Linked DNA regions of Pan troglodytes: region 2 is linked to region 1. The links are chromatin contacts, called in public HiChIP or PLAC-seq maps. All regions are on one chromosome and are shown on one strand. Each heading gives the region's core, a stretch centred on a gene start, on an enhancer-like site or on the middle of the called end of the contact. The rest is flanking DNA. Distances are from core to core; before and after follow the strand shown.

Region 1 (2,614 bases), core at 75-2,574:
GCCCCGCGGGATCTGGGGAGACACCGTCGGGAGGACAGGATGAGGAATGCCTGGGCAGGGATAATGTCCTCTGCTGCATGGATAGACGGATGCGGCCGCCCCCGTCTATCAGGCGCCTGTGGGATGCCAGGGCCCAAAAGGCACCCCCCGAGGCCCAGAGGACATAGGCAGGCTTGGGGACTGGTAGACAGCGGGGAGCTATGGAAGGCTCTAGAGCACTGGAGGAGGGGCATGTGAGCAAGCATCCTTGTCTGGGCTGTTGCTCAAGCCACAAGCAATTATAGAGTGCCTACTGTGTGCCAGCAGCCAAACCAGACCCACCCCGACCCTCCCAGAGCTGAGTTGAAGAGATGGTCACTAAATAAGAAGGAAATGAACAAAAAGATGGTAGGCCGTTATGGAAATGTGTGGGGGTTGGGGGTGGGTAGCAGCAGGACTTAAATGGGGCAGGGAGTGGTGCTTCCTGCATTTTCTCAGTGGCAAGCAGGGAACGTTTTTCAGGGCAGGGCATTTGGGACTGGGTTTTGAAGGGTGAAGAGGAGTTCTGTGGCCCAAGTTGCCTGCCCACTGCTGGAGGGCAGATCTACTCTATAGGTTTCCATCAGACATGCCTGTCTCAGTTTCCCCAGGGTGCACTGGATGTTGGAACACACCCCTGGGCTGGCCTGGTTAGAAACTGACCGCTCCCTGGATGTGCGAGACAAGCAAGACCCTTCCTCTGCCTCAACTTCCCTGCCTGAGCAATGGTCGACATTGGTGGAAGGGGTCAGGGATCCTGGAGAGGAACCGGGTGGGCGTCCGGGCCAATGTTTTCTTATTTTATTTTTTTGAGACGGAGCATCGCTCTGTCGCCCAGGCTGGAGTGCAGTGGCACGATCTCGGCTCACTGCAACCTCCGCCTTCCAGGTTCAAGCGATTCTCCTGCCTCAGCCTCCCAAGTAGCTGGGATTACAGGCGCCCACCACCACGCCCGGCTAATTTTTGTATTTGTAGTAGAGACGGGTTTTCACCATGTTGGCCAGGCTGGTCTCGAACTCCTGACTTCGTGATCCGCCCGCCTCGGCCTCCCAAAGTGCTGGGATGACAGGTGTGAGCCACCGCGCCCGGCAAGTCGGGGCCAATTTTAAAGCGCAGAGTCTTTTCCTGGCACCTCCATTCCATCTGTGGCCTGAATCAGAGCAGGGATGGGCAGTGGTTAGGCGTCCCCGGCCCCCGCCAGGTGTCACCGCCGCCGCCCTCAAACAACCACTGGGAGGCACTGTTTTCCCCCCGATCCCGCCCTGGGCAGGGCACGTCCCACTCCCCCCGCGCGGTTGCTGGGAACCCGGAGGCGGCCCGGGCGGAGCGCGGAGGGCGCGTCGGAACCTGGCCGGGGCCCTCCACCCGCGCCGTGGTCCCGGTGGTTGCGCCCCGCGGCGAGCGGCGCCGACAACTTTGCGATGGAGTTTGTGCGGGCGCTGTGGCTGGGCCTGGCGCTGGCGCTGGGGTCGGGGTCCGCGGGGGGCCACCCTCAGCCGTGCGGCGTCCTGGCGCGCCTCGGGGGCTCCGTGCGCCTGGGCGCCCTCCTGCCCCGCGCGCCTCTCGCCCGCGCCCGCGCCCGCGCCGCCCTGGCCCGGGCCGCCCTGGCGCCGCGGCTGCCGCACAACCTGAGCTTGGAGCTGGTGGTCGCCGCGCCCCCCGCCCGCGACCCCGCGTCGCTGACCCGCGGCCTGTGCCAGGCGCTGGTGCCTCCGGGCGTGGCGGCCCTGCTCGCCTTTCCCGAGGCTCGGCCCGAGCTGCTGCAGCTGCACTTCCTGGCGGCCGCCACCGAGACCCCCGTGCTCAGCCTGCTGCGGCGGGAGGCGCGCGCGCCCCTCGGAGCCCCGGTACGCGGGACGCCCGGAGTCAGGACGAGGGGGACCCGGGGCGGGGGCGGGGGCGGGAGCCCCGGGGACGTCCGGAGTCAGGATGGGGGTGCCGGGACTACGCAGGGAAGGGGGATCCCGGGACGCTGGACGGGCCCCAGGGATCAGGGATGGGGAAGACCCGGGTGTCCCCGGAGCAAGGAAACCAGAACCCAGAGGAAGAGACCCAGGGGCAGGGACCTAGACGCGGGGTTGAGAGCCCCAGGGACGCTCCTGGAACGCCCCTGCAGACCCCTTCCCAGCGCCCTGGTGATGGGGACCCCGCCACTGTGGCCTCTGCCACTTCCTTGCCCAGGCCCCTTCCCTCCTTCCCCACAGACCCTTCCCTGGACCCTGGGACCTCCTGGTCCCCACCCGGCTCTGGGTGGCTGGGCTGGAGGACAGGCGGTCTCCCTCCTCACTCTAGGGGTGCAGTTTCGGGGTCTGCAGGTCTGGATCTCCCTCCTTCCAGCATTCTCCCCGTCCCCTCCCAGAGGCCTCCAAGATCCCAGAGCAGCCTCCATCATTCCAACCCCGACTCCATTCCCACCCCCCACCCCCCACCCCTGGCAGCCTTCAAGTTCCTCTCTTCTAATCCCACCCCAGGCCCAGATCCCGGGAGGAAACGGAAGAAGAGAAGGGCGATTGACTGGGTTCTGGGGACCCTGTTGTCCCCCCCAACAGGGCTCACTGCGCCCCAGATAATAAGCCCCCTCCCGTGGCCAGCAAGG
Region 2 (2,614 bases), core at 75-2,574, 250 kb after region 1:
GGCCAGGCAGGAGGTGGGGGGCGGCGAGCGCATCTCCGGGCGCGGAGCGCTCTCTGCCGGCGTCGAGGAGCAGCGCGCCGGGGTCCGGGATCCCCAGCGAGCCCTCCCGCGCGCCCGCGCTGTGCCCCTCGCCGTGGTCGCCGTCTCCTAGAACAGCTGCACCTGCAGCCTTCCACCCTGTCCCGTCCTGCACACTTTCTCGGCTTTTACTGTTATTTATTTTTGGCTTTTGCCACCACCTACCACTACGACGTGTTTATTTTTAAATTTTATTTATTTTTTTGTTTGAGACAGAGTCTTGCTCAGTCGCCCAGGCTGGAGTGCAGTGGCGCGATCTCGGCTCACTGCAACCTCCGCCCCCCCCCCCGCCCCCCCCCGGGTTCGAGCTATTCTCCTGCCTCAGCCTCCCGAGTAGCTGGGATTACAGGCGCCCACCACCATGCTCGGCTAATTTTTGTATATTTAGTAGAGACAAGGTTTCGCCATGTTGACCAGGCTGGTTTCAAACTCCTGACCTCAGGTGATCCGCCTGCCTCGCCCTGCAGATAGGATAAAGTGCTGGAATTACAGGCGTGAGCCACCGCGCCCGGCCTGACCTGCTTATTAATGATCTCAAATGTCTGCTAAACAACCCCCGGCCCCAGAGTGGGATTCTCACTCTGTTGCCCAGGCTAGGGTGCAGTGGTGCAATCATAGCTCACTGCAGCCTCAACCTCCTTAGGCCCAAGCGATGCTCCCGCCTCAGCCTCCCCAGTAGCTGGGACCACAGGCGTGCATCACCACGCCCGGCTAATTTTGATTATTTGTAGAGACGGGGTCTCCCTCTGTTGCCCAGGCTGGTCTCCATCTCCTGGGGTCAAGTGATTCTCCTGCCTTGGCCTCTCAAGGTGCTGGGATTACAGGTTGGAGCCACCACACCTGGCCCAGAGCAGGAAACTTGATGTTTTCTTGATGTCTATCCAGGGCCCTGCATCCAATGAGCGCCCCAAAAATCTTTTTTTTTTTTTTTTTTTGTACAGACGGGTCGAGGGTGGGGGCGATCTACACTGTTGCCCAGGCTGGTTTCCAGCTCCTGGCCTCAAGTGATCCTCTGGCCTCAGCTTCCTAAAGCGCTGGTATTACAGTCGTGAGCCACCACGCAGCCGAATCTTGAATTTCACTGAAGTTCGTTTTACTCCACCTCCCAGGACCGTTTCACCGCCCTTATCTGACCACCCCCTGGTTCTGCCGCAGCCCGGGCCGGAACAAAACTGCAACCCCCAGAATACCTCACGACGGGGCGCTGCGTCGTCAACGTGGCGTGCGCCCTGCCGGGAGTCGTAGTTCGCGCTTGCGCTCTCGCCGGGACCCCTCCTCCCAGACGTCCCTGCGCGTCGTCCTCCTCGCCCTCCAGGCCGCCCGCGCCGCGCCGGAGTCCGCTGTCCGCCAGCTACTCGCTTCCTGCCGCTCGCCGCTGCCATGCTGCCCGCCGCGCTGCTCCGCCGCCCGGGACTTGGCCGCCTCGTCCGCCACGCCCGTGCCTATGCCGAGGCCGCCGCCGCCCCGGCTGCCGCCTCTGGCCCCAACCAGATGTCCTTCACCTTCGCCTCTCCCACGCAGGTTCGGGCGCTGCGGGTCGGGACCCTCCGTGGCCGCCGCCCCCGGAGTCCAGGGTCCCCACCCCCAGGGCGCGACCCCCGCTTCCGGGCCCCCGGACCCGCGCGCCCCGGAAGCCGAGGCTACTCAGCCCTGGACCCTCGGCCCTGCCTCTGCTGCCCGACCCCTGCGCTGCCCTCGTCCCGGGCACCTCCCCGAGATAAGCGTCTCCTGGGTGCCCTCCCCGATCTCCCTGGCCAAAGCCTGGGTGTCGCCGGATCGTTGCATTCCCATTTCGCGGATCAGTAGAATGAGGCGCAACTGTTGAGGACCAAAGCTGCAACTTCGGATCCCTGCGCTGGGTTGTCTCAGTGCCTCACATCAGCGCCAGGTCCTGCCCTGACCCATGTCTTAGCAGGACAGGCCGAGTCCCCGGTGGGCGCGGGGCCGGCCTGCCCCGCCATCATTCCCCACGCTGTTGTCTGCAGGTGTTCTTCAACGGTGCCAACGTCCGGCAGGTGGACGTGCCCACGCTGACCGGAGCCTTCGGCATCCTGGCGGCCCACGTGCCCACGCTGCAGGTCCTGCGGCCGGGGCTGGTCGTGGTGCATGCAGAGGACGGCACCACCTCCAAATACTTTGGTGAGTCCGGTGGAGGGCTGCAGGGCCAGGCCAGGCTGGGGCTCCACATCCCAGGTCAGTCTCCGTCTCAGTTGAGGCTGCGAGAAAAAATAGTTCTAGGCCGGGCACGGTGGCTCACGCCTGTAATCCCAGCACTTTGGGAGGCCGAGGCAGGTGGATCACCTGAGGTCAGGAGTTCGGAGACCAGCCTGGCCAACATGATGTAACCCCGTCTCTTCTAAAAATACAGAAAACTGGCCGGGCGCGGTGGCTCCCGCCTGTAATCCCAGCACTTTGGGAGGCCGAGGCGGGGGGATCACGAGGTCAGGAGATCGAGACCATCTTGGCTAACACGGTGAAACCCCGTCTCTACTAAAAATACAAAAAATTAGCCAGGCATGGTGGCGGGTGCCTGTAG

The links. HiChIP or PLAC-seq counts read pairs in DNA pulled down with a chosen protein or histone mark.
Region 2: an H3K4me3 HiChIP or PLAC-seq map of stem cell-derived excitatory neurons shows a contact between it and region 1, with 5 times the contacts expected there. The contact joins the promoter of ATP5F1D here to the promoter of GRIN3B in region 1. A contact is called at or near these places in 2 of 7 Hi-C or Micro-C datasets (blood and induced pluripotent stem cells) and 1 of 1 datasets of contacts at active chromatin or transcription factors (stem cell-derived excitatory neurons).

The regions. Positions count from the first base shown.
Region 1 is chr20:3,284,312-3,286,925 of NHGRI_mPanTro3-v2.0_pri, forward strand. GRIN3B (glutamate ionotropic receptor NMDA type subunit 3B) reads left to right here and starts at 1,325. Exons shown (of 9, transcript XM_024351755.3): 1 at 1,325-1,865. The coding sequence starts at 1,440.
Region 2 is chr20:3,535,178-3,537,791 of NHGRI_mPanTro3-v2.0_pri, forward strand. ATP5F1D (ATP synthase F1 subunit delta) reads left to right here and starts at 1,325. Exons shown (of 5, transcript XM_009434265.4): 1 at 1,325-1,599; 2 at 2,064-2,217. The coding sequence starts at 1,459.